Linked DNA regions of Zea mays: region 2 is linked to region 1. Evidence: chromatin contacts called from public Hi-C data. All regions are on one chromosome and are shown on one strand. Each heading gives the region's core, a stretch centred on a gene start, on an enhancer-like site or on the middle of the called end of the contact. The rest is flanking DNA. Distances are from core to core; before and after follow the strand shown.

What was found. Hi-C and Micro-C count contacts between places; a contact is called where the count stands out from the background.
Region 2: a contact with region 1 is called in a Hi-C map of endosperm, with 2.6 times the contacts expected there. The contact joins the promoter of LOC100501819 here to the promoter of LOC100381552 in region 1. A contact is called at or near these places in 3 of 25 Hi-C or Micro-C datasets (ear, endosperm and tassel).

Annotation. Positions count from the first base shown.
Region 1 is chr8:2,829,287-2,833,359 of Zm-B73-REFERENCE-NAM-5.0, reverse strand. It overlaps LOC100381552 (putative argonaute family protein), which reads right to left and starts at 1,771. Exons shown (of 24, transcript NM_001174379.1): 1 at 1,708-1,771; 2 at 670-715. It also overlaps a transcript of LOC606445 not described here.
Region 2 is chr8:3,090,302-3,094,374 of Zm-B73-REFERENCE-NAM-5.0, reverse strand. LOC100501819 reads right to left here and starts at 1,859. Exons shown (of 3, transcript NM_001357723.1): 1 at 1,102-1,859; 2 at 466-954; 3 at 1-348. The coding sequence starts at 1,375. The coding sequence ends at 212.

The DNA.
Region 1 (4,073 bases), core at 522-3,021:
TGATTTCAGTAGTATAACAAGCTGAAGTGATAAAAACTATTCAAAAAACTGAAATCCAAACTTAAAACCACTAATGGGGGTCCCTAACTTATGCCACACCCCCAACAATACACATTCTCACAAGTAATATCAACTGGCAACTAATTACATTATGCAAACGGTATACATTTCAGTAAACCACAATGTTTACTCTCAAATCCCATCCCCACCAAATATGCGACACAAATGTAACATCAGGATACTTTATTATTTTGTAGCCCATGCTAACAGCAATGGAATACATTCCACTTATATCAATTAGAAACTGGAACATTTAAATATCTGTCATTTATTTTGTTTCTTAATATTTCATACAATGAAGAAGTAAGAGAAGTTACTGCATAATATAGATGTAAGAATGATACAGGTAAGCAAAAGGACAATTGATGTGACTGTACAAATTTAAAAACAAAAAAAATGAAATCGTGATCATCTCACAAACTACGGAAACAGTGTTAAACAACAAACTATGGAAACAGTAATAAATAAAGGACCTCGAACACAATTACACAACAGACTACCTTAGTCGATAGAAGATTGAACTCATACAGAAATATCATACTGGTCCTTTATAAGGAATGTTCTACATGTTCACACAAAATAGTAAACTATATGGCATAATATACTCACGAGAACACTGCGTCTGACCCAAAAGCTGCAAAGCCTCTGCCCAACCCTGCACGTCAACAAATGAAAACGAACTATACCATATCATCATATGACAATAAAACGACTATAAACATAGGAGAATGCAAATAAATTACAATAATAGTCATGTCATTATACATCTATATATATACCACAAAGACGCAAAAGATTTGGAAAGGGGAACAAATCCAGGAAGAAAGGCAAGAAAAAGAAAGAACATTTTTTCCTTTGGAAAGCGATAGCGGGATTTCCATGACTCCAAAGAAACCAAAAGAAAAAAAAAAAGAAAATTGCAGCGCGTACCCCAAATTAACAACGCCGCACTGAAATCCTTATTGGACGAACCTTCCAGATTCCAGAACAAGGCACTGCACTAATATCCTCAACAATGAACCTTCCAGAGATGCACATTTATCAAACACCGAATGAGTATTATTCAAAAACTGCCCTTTATGCAGAGAAATGAACAGTTTTGCGCGTGACAAGAACAAATGCACGACGAAGAAAGAGGACAAGTCCGACCTTTGCCATTGCAAGCAGGAAAGCAACAAAACCCTCCACGTACCCAAAAAAAAGAGATGAAAATCGGAGAAGTCACAAATAGAATCAACAGAAGAAAAACCCCCAAAAGTTGTCACATGCGCGCCACGGAGGCATACCATCAATTAACCAAAGGAAAAGACTCGACCTGTTTGATGGAAAACAACCGAAACAAATACAGGAAAAAAAAACCCAACGCAAACAGAATCCATCCACAAAGACACCACCCTGTAAACGGAGACCAGAATGCAGCGATCTTAAAACAAGAAGAAGAAAAAAAAACAAAGAAACGTACGTAGAACAGACCACACGAGGGCGCAGCAGGACTGACCGCAGAAACCCTCCTTAAGTCCGCGCGGCACCGGCACGAACAACCTCCGGTCAAAGAACAGGCGATCCAAACCCCGCCAAAACCCTAGATTTCGACCAGCAGGGACCGGGTGAGAGGAGGGGGGGAGGGGACGAGGGTTTTTCCGTTACCGCTGGCGACCTCCCCGAGAAGGCGAGAACTGCTCCCCTTCCGACCCGGCCGGGCTTCTTTCCGAACAGAGAGCACAAGTGAAGTGGCTCGTGCGCCCGCGCCCACCCACGCTCTTGTACCAGCGGCCCTCGTGTACACCGGGGACAGGGAAGGAAGGGCAGCGAGGTCATCCCGCACCCGCCCACGCGCGCGCGAGGGGGGGGGGGGGGGGGGGGGGGGGGGGGGGGGGCGCATTTTTTTTTCATCCATAGCACCAAATCACTAGTCACTCATCAGTGGGCCAGACAAGGCGACACGTGGAGGGGAGGGTTGGACGCGGGAGGCACCTCACGCACTCGCGCCGCCCACCGTGCTCTCTCAACTTCCTCGGCGCACGGCTGCGCGCTGACCGCCAAAGCGGCATCGGCCGCAACAACTACTCGACTGATTTGTGGGCCCAGTGAAAGTGTATCCCACCAGTCATCGTCACTGAAGGGTTCCGCCGGCCGGGTAGAGGCAACCCGATGCCTGTGGACCCGGAGCATTCTACGGTTTTATTAGCGGCAACGCAAGCGTGGGGCTGGCTGTGTGGCTGCGGCCGGTACCGGGACGGTGTCGCTCCCGTTTTTGCATAAAAAGCTTGGGCAGCGTTCGAAAGGATAGCTGCGGCATTTCCTTCTCCGTTAACTGCGGGCACAGTGCTGCAGTACTAGCACTGTCGCTTTCGCAGTGAGTCAGTCAGGGAGTAGCCGCGCTTTTGCCACCTGCCGGTGTTGGGCTCCTCCGGCGCGAGAACGGAAGTGGGGCCGGGCCACGGCTGTGCGGCTGCCAGCCTTCCGTTTCCTTTTTTTTTTGCTTTGCGTCGATTGGGGAAGCAAGTCGTAAGGATTTGAAAATTGAATGCGGCGGATTTGGGGAGGGAATTGGAAAGATTTGATGAATGGATGAGAGGGGGGGTGTTGCAGATGGGAATTGCAACGATTTGAGGAATGAATGCGGGGGATTTGGTACAAGCTCATGGACAAGAAAGCAGTGACATAGCTACAATTTTTATATGAGGTATGCCATAAAAATTCATAAATAATTTCGTACAATCCATAATAATTTAGTATATAATTCAGAATATAAAGATAAGAATAGTATATGAAACTATAAATTTAATATTTAAGTCCAATGCATACAGTAGAAAATACAAATATAATATATATTGTTTTATTTTTTTTAGACCTAAGTGAATTAGTGGTCTGGTGGACTGGCTTAGGATACGCTGCGTCCTACTTCAGACCACTCACTATATACGCCACCGTAAGAAAATAATAATGAGAAAGCTTTAATAGGAGATAATAAAACATAGTAACATTAACATGTGGGGTGTCTTATGGTACAGTGTTATGCGTAGATCCGATCGGCATCCAGCTCTGCAAATATAGCCAATTAATCACTTATATCTTATTCATATGAGTCAGACATGTAAAGATTGTAGATAGTTGGACAATATTGTCTCTAGTAGAGTGCAGAAAAATAGAGGACGCGAAACTGTAGATGATATTGTTTGTAGATAAAAGTTTAAAAAATATAGGATGGATAAGGGATCTGCTGGACATAGCCTAAGAGACGAATATCATAGGTTATTCATGTGGATCTAGACGACATCATAGATCGTACTGCGCGGAGCATTTCCCATGTGTTAATTGAGTTGTGTCTTTTTCAAAACAGTTATAAGATATGTGTTTTATAAAAACTATTGCGATGTGTATGTTGTGTGAAAGTAGTTTGTTTGGTTACGTGACTTTCGATCCATATAGGCATGAGTGCTCGTACGTTGTAATGGAAACGTATAATAACACGATAATTTATGTACAAATGTGTGTAGTATTGTTATGAGAAAATGTTTCGTAATCCATTTGTGATCCTACTCATACATAAATTTTGTTATTTTAATCTAGCTATTTCACCATTACATTACAACCATTAGTAACATATAGACTTTTATATATGATTTTAATAATTTTCATTGAGTTATAATGACAGCACGATTGGGGAAGTGTTATTTACAACTCAAATCTCAAAAAAAACTAAGAAAGCACCGAAATAAGGTAATTAACTCTGTCACAAGAACCAAGTGAATAATAAAATATCTCCATTCAAGCAAACAACATTTTAGCCTAAAACTCGAAAAAAAGATCAATACAATATTGACCATATATTATGACCACCACCATTGTCATCATTTATCAAGCATGGATAATATTGATCGCATCGCGCACCTCCAGAATGCATTGAAAGCTGAAAGTCGCCTAGAGGGGGGTGAATAGGGCGAATCTGAAATTTACAAACTTAATCACAACTACAAGCCGAGTTAACGTTAGAAATATAAACGAGTCCG
Region 2 (4,073 bases), core at 610-3,109, 260 kb before region 1:
AGTCTGCAATGCCACGGGCACCAGTTCAATGGTGGATCGCCATTCTCCTCCTCTCTCAGGCTCAGGCCATGTTCTGTTCTCGATGATTTAACTCGGGCTCTAAAGCTAAACTACGCGCGGGCACGGCTTCACCGCCGCCGGGGCTCTCGTCCTTTGACCGCCTCCGCCCTCCTGTACACCGCCGCCTGGCCGGCCCGGGCCGGCCCCCCCATCACGCCGCGCCGACGCCGAGGAAGTCGAAGAAGGGCAGCGAGACCTTGTCGTCGGAGCGCGCCGTCGCCGGCGGCGCGGAGAAGGCGGAGCGCGCGCTCGGTGCGAACGCCGCGGCGCGCGGGGCCACGTCGTAGCCTGCGGAGGAAGGAACGGACGGACGCACGCACGCCACGGCAGGCGGTCAGTTCGGGGGGAAAAAACACGACATGGGAGTGAGACGACGACGGCCGAGGCCCGTGCCGTTGTACGTACCACTCTGGTAGAAGCAGGGGGCGGCGGAGGCGAGGGAAAGGTCGGTGGTGCACGTGGAGGCGGTCTCGTCGGACTCGCCGCCGCTGTGCGCGCGGGTGTCCGCCGCGGCCGCCGTGTACTGCGTGTGGGCGTCGGCGGCGTGCAACGGCGGCATGGGAGGGGAGCCGCCGGCGTAGTGGTGGTGGTGGTGGAGGACGACGACGGGCGCCAGGTGCGGCGCCGGCGCCGGCGCCGGCGAGGGCGAGGTCGAGGAGGGCTTGCGGCGGCGGAGCGCGCCCGAGTGCTCCCGCTGCCTGCGCGCCATGAGGACGTGCCAGTGGTTCTTGACGGCGTTGTCGGTGCGGCCCGGGAAGAGGCGCGCGATGAGAGCCCACTTGTTGCCGTACGCGCGGTGCGCCGCCAGGAGCCGCTCCTCCTCCTCCTCCGAGAAGGCGCGCCGGTTGATCCGCGGGTCCAGCTGGTTGAACCACCGCAGGCGGCAGCTCTTCCCTGCGCGCGCGGTTCCATTCCATTTCCATCAGACGACAGAGAGAGAGAGGGAGAGAGAGAGAGAGAGAAAGGCGCGCAATCACCGGCCGTCAGGAACACGAAGCAAGCAGGCGCATCCGCATTGCGGTGCGTAGTGGCTGGCATTACCTGATCTGCCGTCCAGCCTCTCGGCGATGAGGTTCCAGTTCTGGGGCCCAAACTGAGCGACGAGCTCCTTGAGCTTGGCGTCCTCGGCGGGGCGCCAGTGGCCCCTGGCGCACAGCTTCCCCTGGCCGGCGCCGCCGTGGCCACGGCCGTCACCGCTGCCCTCGTCGACATCGTCCACGTGGTACACCTCCTCGGCGGCGTCCTGATGCTGCTCCTCCTCGTGGCGGAACGAAGCGAGAGCCGGCGGCGGTGCAGCACCGAAGAAGGCGGCCATCTTGTCCGGGTCCGACCGAGGCGGCTTCCAGGAGAGAAGATGGGGAAGGGAGACGGAGGGGAGGGGAGGAGAAGAGAGGGAAAGGGACAAGCCTTAGTTCTTGCTGCTGCAAAGGAAGGAAGGGAAGTGGGCTAATATAGGAGGAGGAGGAGGCGGCGGCGCGGCGGCGGGCTAATTGATCGCAACTAAACAAGCACAAAATAAGTGCTTCCTTGTTTGAGTTTTACTAACAAATTAGTATCCCCCTTCTCTGCTCTATATACAGTAGGTCTCTTGTTGATTGATTGATGGGTAACCTCCTCGTTCTCTCCCTCTCTCTTTCTACCCTGGATGGGTTTTGGATGCCTGCCTTTTTCGAGTGGGAGATGCGATTGGTTTGGTTTGGTTGGGCTTTCAGGCGGCTTCCCTTCCCTTCCCTTGCTTTGAGATCGATGGCAGCAGAAGGGTAGAGAGGAGAGAGACTGCGCGTTGTTCTTGTTCTTGTGTCATCCTTGCAGACTGCATCCAGAATTCCAGATAGAAAGAGAGAGGAGGAGGGAGAGAATTTGCACAGATTTGTTTTTGTTGTTTTTTTTTTCTTTGGGTACAGGTTCAGAGGCCGCCCGTGTGGGTTTGGGGAGTCCAACCCCGGCCACTACCAGCCTGGGGTAGAACCTCTGTCCCCTGCCGGCCTTGACAAAACCCATCACATTCGCAGGCGCCCTCGTCTCTATGCGCACCCACCCTAAACCCCCACCCCACCCCACCCCACCCCCACCCCATTTCCCTTCTACACATCCTGCTTCCAACCCACATCGATCCTCTACCCGCCCTTGTCATTATTAGCACCGTGACATAAAAATGATGCTGCTACTAGCATCCGAGGACGGGGCATGAGTTGTGTGCGCAAAACATTCCAGATCTCTCTTTCCAAATTATACAAAAGCTGAGCACAGTACACCCTCAAATTGTTCATGAAAAAAAATCAGAAATAAATAGAGTTCAATGTTCTATCCAGATTCTTCCATCTCCCTCTTTTCTTTTTTCTGTGGCTTTCTTCGGTGCAATCGATGCTCAGATGCACCGAGCTTTAAGGCAGACTGCAGTTCATCTTTACTATATTAAAACAACAATTTCAATGATCATGCTGCGTCATTTTTATATAAATAACCCCTTTTATTTATTTGAAATCAAGTGTAATACCCACTTTGTAAGTGATAATATAAAAGGAGAAAAATATATTTCCTTTATTTATATGTGTAGTATCTATTTACCATCACATGTGAACACCATATTTAAAAAAATCAATAATTAATAAAAGACATACCACAAAAATATGCATCATGTTGGGTCTTTATTTTGTGTGCACCTTGTGGCAACATAAAAATAATATGACAAGAAAAATGTTTGGAATTTAAGATCTAAAAGAAATTCTAGAATTGAGAAAAGAGAAGGAAAACACCATACAAATAGGATAAAATAAAAATATAAATGAATTAAAAAATCAGTCCATATTGTTATGTGAATATATACATTTAATATGAACTTCACACACATAGATTTAAATGTGAAATTTTAAATTTGGAAAGAGAAGAGAAGAGAGAAGAAAAGAAAATACCAAAAGAAAAGAAAAGAAAAGGAAATAAGAAATGGAGAAACTCCGCTCGGGCCGAATTCAGTCCGCCTGGCCCACAAATGAATTCCGTGCAGCCCATCCCGCCCGCGTGCGCCTGCCAACTGGCGGTTTGGGCCCACCGGTCGAAATCGGGATGTCACGCCAGCGGGTCACTGCCGCGCGGGACCCGTTTGTCAGAAGCTGTTCCTCGGGAGCGTGGACTCAGCTATTGTTCCTCTTCTCCGCCAAAATCGCGCGCCGCGTGCCCCACCATCTCTGCGCGCGCAACGGCTTGGGCGAAACTTCCTCGCTGCGTGCCTCGACCTGGGTATAAGGACCTCGGGCGCGTCCGCCTTCTCCAACCTATCTTCACGCGAGAATCGTTGACCACCACGAACAGTGAGAGAATTGGGGGAGCCCGCCGCCGCCGAGTGACTTCATCGCGCCGCCGCCATCCGAGCTTCTTCACGCCTACTCTCGGCTGTTGGGCGGGACCATAGGGGCATGTGCGAGCGCTCAAATGGAAGCCTTGTGGTCGGGCAAGCCTTCGGTACGGCACCACCTTGAACTCCCTTTCTCTCCCCTCGTCGTCAATTCATGCGTGGCCGAGGAAGAACCTGGGAGCTGCTCGGCGTATAGCGATGGGCGGCGTTGGATTTGGGGATTCTATCTAGGGTGCCTGGGAGGGGATGAACTATGGCGAGGGAACGACTGGTGGCACTCCTCGTCGCTGGTGAGAGTTCCGGTGCGTCGGGGGGCGCTGTGTGCGTGCGAGCGATGGAGAAGAAGGCTGGTGACCGTGGGATTTCTGATTGGCGGCTATGATTAGGCGAAGATGTATCTCCTTCGCGTTTTGAATCCGCGCCATGTAATAACCATCCGACGACCGAGATCGGGTTCTAGCATGTTCAGATACCTGCCATAGATCTCGGATCCAACGACAGAGAGTGAAAGCGAGATTTTAACCGGAAACGATCTAATCCGGGCCATCTGCGCTTCATCGGATGGCTGAGATCAGTAGATACCCCCTTCGGCCTGACGTTTTTACATAAGAAACCCTTTGGAAATAGAAAATGAACCTGCCATCCATCGCCACTATTCACT